Linked DNA regions of Dromaius novaehollandiae: region 2 is linked to region 1. Evidence: chromatin contacts called from public Hi-C data. All regions are on one chromosome and are shown on one strand. Each heading gives the region's core, a stretch centred on a gene start, on an enhancer-like site or on the middle of the called end of the contact. The rest is flanking DNA. Distances are from core to core; before and after follow the strand shown.

The links. Hi-C and Micro-C count contacts between places; a contact is called where the count stands out from the background.
Region 2: a contact with region 1 is called in a Hi-C map of brain, with 7 times the contacts expected there. The contact joins the promoter of CHID1 here to the enhancer-like site in region 1. A contact is called at or near these places in 3 of 4 Hi-C or Micro-C datasets (brain, liver and ovary).

What each region holds. Positions count from the first base shown.
Region 1 is chr5:68,071,081-68,076,931 of bDroNov1.hap1, forward strand. No RefSeq gene overlaps it. Among named protein-coding and RNA genes, the nearest start is that of MUC2, 25 kb to the left of the region's middle. Within about 2 kb of position 2,896, at least 2 of the 2 cell types and tissues checked have open chromatin away from gene starts, as enhancers often do.
Region 2 is chr5:68,212,002-68,217,605 of bDroNov1.hap1, forward strand. CHID1 (chitinase domain containing 1) reads left to right here and starts at 3,666. Exons shown (of 13, transcript XM_064513170.1): 1 at 3,666-3,898.

The DNA.
Region 1 (5,851 bases), core at 1,646-4,145:
GCAGAGATGTAAATTTATTCTGTTAGTGCACTTTCAGTAGGAAAAATTGTATTAATACTGGCTTCCTTGATTAATTAAATCATAATCAGTGCCATACTTATTATTAACATCTTGTTAAACTCCTTTATTATAACAGGCCAGAGGCTATTTGGCAGAAAAAGTGTCTATGAACATGCTCTACTGATACAATTCTGCATGACTCATGGATTGCACACAGAAATAATTGCCTCAGTGTGGCATTTATGACCAAGATCAACGAATTAAACATGAAAAAAGAATCTGTAACTCAATGGCAGAACAGACGATCTGTATTAGGAAAGTACCTAACTCCAGAAGAGGTTTTGTCCTCTGCCGGTAGATGGCACCGTTACTTCTCTTTAAGAAATGTGATCCAGGAAAAACAAAACAAAACAAAACAAACACATAATCAGCAAGAGCTGTTGCCACTATGTACAAATTTTTGTCCGTTTTTCTTTCCATAAAATAGAATCCTTTGCTTCAGATGCTATTTTTGAATTCCGACGGACAGGGACAGAAAAAGAAAGATCATGCTGACCACACCAGGAGACTGGGATAAAGCAATGGAAAATATGTCAATGTAATGGTAGATCAGAAATCTTGTATCTCGTGACTGCAAATGGTAATAAGATGCATAGAGGGAATTTACACAGAAATCACAGCATCTTCTTCAAAACCTAGTGTGTTTGAGTATTTTTAAACTATTCTATTTCTAAAAACAGGTGTTAATCTACACAATAATTAATAGATAATTCTATTAAACAACTACAGCTAAAGAAGGTTGGAACAATCCTGTCATATAGGTTAGTTTTAATTAGAAATATCTAGGTTCTGCTCTGTATAAAAAAATCATTTTATGAAGACATGCACACTATTTTTGGAAACAGAAATGACACATCAATAGTTCATACATATGTATCAAGGAAATAGAAACAGGGTCTCAGAATTGGCTGGGTAAAAAAAATGGTCACAGTGCATGAGGTACTTCAATGTCACATTGTTTTGTCTTTTTTGCTTTAAAAAATTGTCCTCTGCTACTTTAAAGAAGACATAGTATATCTACCACTCACTCTGAAACTCAAGGCTTTATTTATAAAGGCTAGATAACATTTCTTGAATATGTTCTAGGCCTTGCCCTCTGCATTACAATACTATGATATACTGTTTTTAGGTTGATATACAGTATTGAAAAGCATATTTTTGGCAGTATTGAAAAACCATTTGTCTGATATTTCTTGTTTTCTTCACAACACACAAATTAAGCAAACTTTGTAGATACTTTGTGCAATAACTTCTATATTCACTCCATGATAAACAGTGAAAGAGGAAGAAATGTATTTATTTTGGGAAGGGTGACACCTATCACCTAAATTATGTTTGTAACCAATGATTAGAGACAAATAAACTATTTGCAAGATAGCACCTCTTAAAGGAGGACTCCATTTTCTGCTCATACACCCAGGAATTCTGCATCCTGATTTTATAATCCAGTGTCTCAACCACCATATTTAATGTCAACAACTATCAGTTTCACAGACTGTAAGCAGACATTCTTTCCTGAGGTACTTAGAATTCAGATGTTTTGTTCTGTACCTCAGTAATGATGACAGAGCATGACCAATCTAAACACTGAAAATACCTGATGTTTTGCCAAGGATGTAACCTCACAGCATTCCTGCAATATTGAGGAGCAGTTCCATAGCACTGCATAAATACCAAGTGTACTTTGCTGCTTTTGAGTACCCTTCCTCTCCAAGAACAGACTCCAGGGAAGACCAGCACACCTTCCGCTACCTTATACTTAATGAAGTTGGAGCTTTGTATATCATCGATGGATCAAAGAAATTGCTGGAACTGAGCCTGTGAAAATAGACAAAGCCATCATAAAATGACAGCCTGACAAATACTGTACCCTTTTCAATCTGTTCAAATACTCAGCTAAGAGGTGTGAACACCTGGGGCTGCCAGATTTCTTGAAAGATAGCATACAACCATATTAACAACCCAGCCTGGACAACAAGGAAGTGGCAGAATTGTTCTTTTAACACACAGTGTGCAAAAACGTTTTACATTAACACTTACATGTAATTTGACATGATGCAAATGACCAGACAGTTTTCTGTTTTTCAACACTGAAATGACTTCCCAGCTGTACAAAACAAAAACAATCTGCATGCACATGTGAAGCTGAAGAAACATGCTTCCAAAGCTAGATGCACACAGCTGAAATGACTCTTTTGCTTATTGCATCTCAAGATTGGATGGAGCCAATGAATTAAGCTAATACAAGACAGAAACCATAAGTCAGTTTTTAATTAGTTCCTAAACTATTTTTTTCTGTGTAAATGTGTATATTCATATATATAACACACATTTCTGCAGAGACTTTTAATAAAATCCATTTAAATACCACCTTTCATCCAGACGTCTGGAATTCCTCCATTAGTATACAGGCAGCCCTTTCTTATGCTTAGAAATATTAAGATAACTATCTTCAAGAAGGAAGAAAGAGGGAAAAAAGCACACTTCCTGCTAGGAATAATTCCTGTATTCTAAAATGACTATTTCTCTACCACTGAAATATAGTTAGTTGTGGTAGGAAATGGACAAGCTATGTAATCCTGAGGAGCAACAATACAAAACAGTTCATGTGAAAATATGAAAATGTGTATTTTCCAGAATTAGTCTGACAGAAGAATATAATGAACCAGAAGAGAGGACTCTATCAGGCCTAATTTTCACCACACTGAAACACCAATTCCCTACTCAGTTCTGGAGAAAACATGTTATTTTAAATACTTAAGGATCACTCCAGGCCAAAAGTGCTTGAGCAATCAGTTCCATCTGTCTCTGCAAACCAGATCAGGAGGATCTGCAGCTCCTCCCCAGACTTCCTAGCTCCAGAGCTGAGCCACTTAAAGGAACAGTCCTCACATTCACGCAATCTACTGACTCACAAACTCAGCTCTCCTTGCAAGCACCCTGGCTTCTCTCTGCAAATTCACTGCACCCACTATGCAGGTGGAGGCAAAAGCTGGGGCTTCCAATTCTGCTGAATTAAAACAAGCAGCCCCTCAACCACTGCAGCTGAGTGAAAGCAACCGTGTGTCTAGTCCAAAAACAGTGGTTCACTGTGATTAGCTGTGTTCAGTGATCCACTGCAGCACTTTGGTGCTTGCTGCAGCAGCTGTCTCCATCTTCTCACTGTGACTGTGTTTACTCAACAGGCAGCTTTAGTGGCATCATTTCTCCATTCTGCTCTTCCATCCCTACCCCCACCTGTCCCGATCCAATATCGGGAGGGTTTCGTTACGATCCCAAGGACGAGATTAAGACGCTAAAACCGGTCAAATATCGTACAACCTTTTACCTTTATTTTCCACGAAGTGGGGAGAAAAGGCGTGTGTGTGTTTGGGGGGGGGGGGGAGGCGAAGGGAAAAAGGGAACAAGGGTAAGGGGAAAAGATAGAGAAAAGTTGGAAAAGGAGAGAGGAAGCTAGCTACCACCACTCCGAGGCCGATGATGTTCCACTGACTCCGCTCGAATCACAGCTCAAGCTGGGGGGCCTCCGACGAGGGACCAGGAGCGAGGGCCGAGAGAGGGAGCGGGGGGGGGGGGGCAAACAAAGAAATCCCTCGGCAATTATAGCTTTTTCAAATTGTTTTCCCACCCCTCACGTGGTAGTTCAGACCAATAGTAATATTTGGGTCTGGGGTCTCCTGCTCCTTATTGGGTCTCATCACTGTCCCTAGGTAGGCCATTTACTGTTGCCGTTTCTGCTGACAGGTGTGTCTCCATTCTTGGGTCCAGCCATTAGCTCTCAAGGTCCTGACAAAGAAGGTGATAACTCCAGCAATTAGCACTGTTTCAGCAGTGCACAGGAATGCAAATTGCTGGTAACGCCCTTATCATTCCCGCCTGCAGCAGCTCTGGGCCCTTTCTCACTGTACTAGGGAGTGCGGCCTAAGGCTTCAGCAAATTTAGCCACTCATGCCAAGCAGGTTTTATAGAAGTTGTGCTAAAAACGGACAATAATTTACAGTCCAGATCCCAGAGTCTCTGCCCGATTGTGGTCTCGTTCAGTGCAGGCGCGGTGTGTCCCAGGTGGTCGCAGGGAGACCATCTCGGGGGTCGCAGCAGCCCAGTCCTGTTTCCGCCAGGGACAGATGGCTTGTTCGGGGTTGTGGCCTGCCTGCACCCCATGCACCAAGAAATGTTTAAGGCAAAAAATTCATTCATCAGTCCGCCACACCACCTGACACCAGAAAACAAAGAATAGACCCCAGGACACAGGATAAATTGCGACAGTGGAACCACAATAACTGATTGATGGAAAAGCCCAGTAAAACACAGCAATTTGTATTTAAGCTTAAGCTAGACTGTTTTACCTTGCACTACCACAGACTAGGAGCATGACTGTCACAGATCAGCTGACAAGGGGAAATACACAAAGCCTCTAAAATTAAGTCCTTATTTCTAAGGCCCATGATTAAAAGGAAGGATGCTTGGCACCCAACCTCCCAGAACCCAGGTCAAGCAGCTCTCCCACGTGACGCACTCCTACCCTCACGCTTAGCAGCCATCCACTCTGGTGCAAGTGCCTCATTTCAACAGATACAGAGCAAGTGAGCACAGGGAAGGATAGTGAGGACAGTGAAGATGGATAAAAAGGTTGAGTCTGGAAGAAGACAAACCCCAAAAGCATACCTGTAGACAGGAGCCTGAGCTTCAGCAGAGGGTCAGCCCGTGTTAGCCACTTGGGGATGGAGTTGATTATGGGGGGAGGAGGGGCTTGAAAGGTATATTCCAAGTGATTCTGATCAGAAAGATACTGCTTTCATACAGAAAAGGTTAACTACTTTAATACAGGTACCATTTTCTGAGGCAGTTTTGTGCAAAGGGCTCTCCGTCTGGCTGTATGCCAATATGCTCTGCAATCTTGGATGAGTCACTTCCCTCTTTCATCACCTATAAATTGAAAACAACAATGCTTGCCTCCCTAACCCTGTGGTAAAGTATAAGCAGCAGACAGCCTTCATGCAGTGTTCCAAAGATGAAACTGTTTGAATAAACATTAAGCAGCACTATGCTGTCAAAATTCACTGCCAACGTGTGGTGGGGCTGAGAAAATAGAGATTGCCCACAAAATGGAAAATAATATGAAGGACCTTCCCCTGGTAGGAATTCATTGACCAAGGAAAGGAGGAAAGGGCAGGAAGTCTCTGAACAGTAATATCAGTCTCCCGTCATCATCATGTTTGCTCCCCGTGTTCTTGGGCAAACTAAAAGAATACAAACCCAAGCTTGTTCCCTTAGGAGGGTGACAGTTGCCAGTTACATGCCCTATGTGACCTCTAACTGGCTTCTCTGTCAGCTAATTAGGCTGCCCAAATTCCAGAATCCTGAAAGGGGGGGGGGGGATAAAACAGTCTGTGACCTCTGAAAGTTTGCTATTTACTTTTCTGCAATAATGTACACAAGCTGCTGGTTTCCCATCGGTTTTTCACTGCATATATCCCTTCATACTTCAAAGTGGGCACTCAAAATAAGACACTGCGAACTACTGCATTGTAAAGCATGCACCATGATCCAGGTCACTCACAATAAACTAACCTGAGGGCACTGTAACTCATTAATGACCTTTCTCTCCTGGCATTGTTCACAGTTCTGCAGAACTGCTGGGAGCCTGTCGCAATCATCAGCAAATAGCCTGTCTCAGAAAGTTACTCTGGGATACTACCAGGCAAAGCTGGTTTAGGGAACACAGATTTCTTTGAAGTAAAAGTAACAGGATGCCTTTCAAATATCCAGATGCCTTTTCAAGTATCCAGAA
Region 2 (5,604 bases), core at 2,416-4,915, 140 kb after region 1:
AATCAGTCTGTGAGAAAGCAGATTTCATTAGTTCCATCCATTCCAAAATGACTTGATTTTTAAAAGAGATTTCTAATTACTATAAAGTCACCATTAATGAGGAAATAGTCTCAAGAAATGCTTTTCTGTTACGCAAAATGTTTTGCTGAGTATCTGTTCTCTAAAAAGTCCACAGTGCCTATCACTTCTGTGTCATACATTAGTTGCTTTAATCATTTTCAGAACTTCATTACACTTTGGTACAAAGACTGGAAAAATTAGACTGGCCTTTACAAAACTAATGCCATTAAATTGAGTGGATTCAGCTGGTGAGTTTCCATTTGTGAGAGCTCCAGCTTCCACTATACTACTTTTCTGCCTAACACTTAGAGCTGTGTGGTGGTTTATATGTACAGTGTTCAACTATTTTTCTCTGGAGCTTTATGTGCTGTTCGCAGTGTACATTCCTCTTTGGTTTCTGAAGCCAAAATACGATTCTTTTTGAGTGTGGTTAGGTATCATTCTGAGGAATTTTAGCACCCAACACACACATTTTCAGTCCCACCTGTGTATCTGCCACAGTCGCACTCTAGAATAATTTGAATGTCTTTGTACTTGGGATATGAAGTTAAGCACTGTAGTTTAGAGCTGTGCTGCCCTCCCCCCACCACCAATACTGGCACACAGTGAATTATATCTCTCTTGAGAGAGTCTTCCTCAAAACCCATGAAGCAGGATTAGACAATTTGATCGAAACTAGTGTTGGACCCTTGTATTAGACCAGCTTGTTGCACCTACCGACTCCCGTCGGTTCAGATACACCCCTCAGGTTAGGGACATGACAGAGAGAGAACATGGTAACTTCTGCACATGTTTGAGTTCCTTCTGTGAAAACTAGGGCATGGGCATAGATTGCATATGTGCCCATATATCACTCAGCGTAACACTGGGAAACAGTTCAGACACGCAAAGACCCAGGAAATAAAACATACTTGGATCTCCTAACATAGATGTAGCTGATGGGACTGGAGTGACAAGCTGAGAGCAGGCACGTGTGATTCAAACACACAGTTACCAAGACCTGAGGCAGTTAGGCTGGAAGACAATCACTGAAATGAATAAACGTGAAAATTCCAGCTGCTTGAGGCATTATTCATTGCCATGGGTTATTTTTTTCTTCCAAGAATTTGCAATTGGAATTAATGAATTGCTTCTCAAGTACAAAGTTTGTATCTCTTGTAATGAAATTCTAGACAGAAAAAAGGGAATCTGTTGTTCCTCTCTGTTTGTTACTCTGTCAGACAAATTTGTCTCTCACCCCTCAGTGTCTCTTACCACTTTCTTCCCTCCCCATGGTTGTTCTAACCACGGGGGAAGCAAAAAGAGCTGAGGATAAAACAGGACCAGTAGCTCCTCCACAAGTATGCTCAATCATGTTTCTCCATCTGAAATCTAACATTCATTATCCATCAACACAGAGCATGGGTTTATCAGCAATGCCTTCGCGCTATGTCAGAATATCACATGCACCCCTCTCAAGATTAAGAAATACAAAGTTAGGATAATGTCACTATTGTGAGACCCCAAACTTCCAGAAATTTGGGATGGATCCGCCTAGATCTTTTATTTTCAGTGAGCTCGTCAGTGACCAGATGATTTTAAAATCAAAAAGCCAGGTTTATATTAAAATGTAAAATACAATGCTTAAGCTTTAAAATAAATTCAAAGAGAGTAGACAAGATAAAACGAGGGTCAACAAAGGGTGTACAAGCAAGCTCCCCCTTGCTACCTGTGTGCTGGTAGATGTGTCAGCCAGCTCCGTGTCTTTATGAGTTGCAGTGGACTCTCCATAATTCCTCCTAGTTCTATGAGTTTTCTTTCCTTTCGTCCCTGATGTCTTTGTGTTTCTCTCACCCTTTTTTCTCCTTAGGCTGCAGGCTTTCACTCATTTTTTGCTGTTTTTATTTCCAAGCTTTTCTTTCCCCAGTATATATAGGTATTCCTCAGGAAAGGAGCACTGTTCTGCTCTCCCCAAGGTGTGCTATCTTTCTCAGGCACTGCCTTTTTACAAACTGAACAAACAAATAAAATCTACATGGTCCATCACAGACATGCATACTGCATTATTAAACTTAACTCTGCCTCTTTGAGCAGGCCACAAATACATAGAATTAAAGAAAAAGACCTGGTATTAAAAATCACTAACTTCTAGAGTATGATGAAAAAACTAGCAGAAAGCTGATCAGCATTTTTATGTAAAATGCTCGCCTTCATGGCTCAGTGGCCCTTCTCATCTCTAGGGAGGAGGAAAAAAAAGGAAGACCTGAGTTAATAAACATGAGGTATAATGCCAGGAAAAGCAAAGAGAATTTAATGAGTTACAATTAGTTACATAGGGGAAACTTAGGTGCTGAGATGCTAAACATTGTGGCACCCAGCCTTGAAGTACTTGGGCTTTAGGACAGGAATCTTAGAGAAAAAATCTGTGATTCTGTTACATGCAACTAGAGGTCCCCTCAGTGGCAGCATGCACCCCATCAACTATCTGCAGCAAACATTTGGAGCAGTCCCACTGTAGCTAAAACAAAGAGGGTCAATAGGAGAGTACGAACAGGAATACAGCACAGGAAATGACAGATTTTCATTCTAGAGAGCCTGAAAACAAACCTGCTTTTTCATACCATCATGTCTTATCTCTGTACTTCCTGCTATTTGGAAGTGGAACATTCTTGGCAGTGTTTAAAGTCTGTGGGAGCATTTTACAAAACAGAGTCCCGTAGATTGTAAATGACTTTAGATAGCGCAAGGTACCTTTTCCATTTGAGACAGTATATAAATGAAAATGTGTTTCAAAAACACCTATTAAGCAGTCCTATGAGATGAGAAAAAAGCACCACTTCAGTGAAAGCCTATATGGGATTCACAGGGGTTTTAGTGACACAAGAAAGTGTGATGAGACATTTTATTTCCTTTCTGGTTTCTAAGTGTGATACTAGTGTTTCAGTTGTGGATCCAAACATAGGAGCAGTATCGGTTTCCTTTCAGAAGGAAATTCCTTGTGGGAATTTAAATTTGGATGATCTAGAGTGCAGAAGAAATACAGATGTACTTGGCACTTCACAGAGAGTTTGTATGTCTGTGTCCCTAGCAACACTTGTTCAGAGTAAAAACGTTCCTATTTTTCTTTACAGTGCTGAAGTGTATTCACAAGATCTTCATTACGCAAGAGGGAAAGAGAGAGAAAAGTACAGATCAGGAGGAAGGAAGGTGAGATTTCAGTTCAACTTTTGGGAGACTGCACCCAGCTGTAAGTGAGATAGGGAGTAGCACACAGAAAGGCTTGTGTTGGAAGCCGGCACCTGCTAGGTTTTCCACTGCATCCCGATGTTGATAACACTACCATTTTTTTTTAAATCAAGTCTTCTAATATGGAATTTACTTCCTATAAACAGCCCATAAAATCACAGGGTTACGTCAAGATTTCGGCAGTAAAAATAGCTGCATGGCTGTGTTGCACATAAGCTTAAAACCACGCCCTGTAGAAGCGCAAAACAGAAAACATGTATTTTAAAGCCATTCGGGATTTGACTCTCCCTTCCTGCTCGCCTGGGCTCAGCCTGGGTTCACCGGCTCTCCTGCGAGCAGGAGCCTCTCGGCCCCTCCCTCCCCTCCCGCTTTCTCTGCGGGCCGGTGCTCGTACTGTCGCCCAGGCCCGCTGCCGCCTGCCCCGCTTACGGGCCGTGGCCCGGCATAAACGCGCTGCTCCGCGGGGGAGCTCGGGCTAGAGGTGGCTGTCGCCGCCGGCCGTTGCGGGCCGCGGCGCCATGATGACTCCCGCGCGCTCAACGGCCGCCGGCAGCCGCCCGCCGGCTCGCGCCGCCCGCCCCCACTTCCGCAGCGGCGGCGGCGGCAGCGGGCGGTAGGTGGTGGCAGCGGCGGGCGGGCGCCCAGCGCTGCCCCCGGCGGCGGCGCCCCCGCGGGAGGCCGGGGGAGGGCGGCGAGGCGGTGCCCGGGCCCCGGCGGCGGCAGCGGTGGCGACGGGGCGCGCCGCGGCGGCGTGGCCGCCCGCTGGGCGCGGGTAGGCCGCAGCTGGAGGTGGCTGTGTCGCGCGGCCCGGCCGCCCGGCCCGGCCGCCCGGCGGGCTGCGGGGGTGCCCGCGCTGCCTACAGCGCCTAGGCGGCTCGGAGCTCCTGCAGAGTGCGGGGGTAATTCCTACTGTAACATCACCAGAGGAAAGGCAGTGAGGTTTATGCTGGAAACAGGCTTATTTTCACTCCTAGATCTAGCTTCTGTGGGTTTTGGTAAGAATGCCATCAACAACATGCTTCCTTGGCTTGCTTTATTAAGTGATGCTTGATATTTAGCACAGAATTCTTCTACAGTAATAGCTATAGCTGTTTTCTTCTTCAGAAACAAAGTATAAGCATTAACTCTGGTTTCCAAATACCTACTGTGCCAGCCTCTGAGATTATTCAGTTTCATTGGTTGCTTCTTTTGGGCAGCCTAAATCTATGCCTGCTTTCTTCTCTCTCTAAAATAAAAAAACATTTAAAACAGCTGAGTAAAAAGAGGCGCTACCTTACGTGGAGACTCAGTTTAGTTATGCAACATTTGTGACCTGGCTTAGAGGTAAAGCTTGGTTTCAGATCAGTTTCTCAAAACAAACAAACAAAATGAAAAAAAAGCAGCACCCTAAATTTTCCAGTTGCATAAGGACCCTGAGTAAGTCAAAATTCTATTTAATCCTGCTTGCATGTTGCAGTGGTACAGATAGGAATCAAGAATGCCAAGCTGATGCTGTTCTACTCAGTAAGTTAATATAAGCAGAATTAAAAACTATAGAAGAAAAGTTTGCTGAAGACAAATTTGATGGAAGTATATTTTTTGTAAAGCTTTCAAAGTCCATGCTTATGTTTTCAGTTAAGAGTTCAGCTAGTCCACCACCATGTAATAGGGCAATATTGTCTCCTTATGTTTCGCTAAACTGGTGTTGCTAAAGAGCAAATTATTAAAGTAAGATTCCAGCCAAGAGTCAATATTGAACTACCACTGGCAGAAACCATTGCTATAGGCTCAGCACTTCCTATAGATCTGGGAGTGAATGTTGACCTGTGGTAATTGGCAGGTGGATATGATCATGTCAAGGAAATGAGCCCATTTTGATGTCTAATTAGAATTCAGTGAAGGGTTTTTAAACTTATGTGCTTCAGCTGTTAAACACTAACTTCTGTTCAGGGAAGTGTGTGCTATTGCTAATTGTTTCTGAAAGTGAAATCACATACCTCCACATCAATATATATCAGCTTCTGGAAGAATTGATATCCTGTCCAAGTTGTTAAGGCTTGTATTGACTGTCCAGGTTCTCAGTTGTTCCTCTCTGCAGTAGTGTATAGATCCTGCCAGGCTAGAGGGAACAGAGAAGACACTATCAAGAGCAATGTGCTTTATCTAATATTTTAGGATGTAGAAAACAAGGGAATAACTAGTGACCTTGAAGACAAAGTAGAAGGGTAACACATTAACTATTGATAATAATGAACTTCAAATGGTGTAGCCATTTACATTTTACCCCACTTCCTGGATCCAAGAAGCATTAGAAGACTTGCTTTTTTTTTTTTTCTCTTC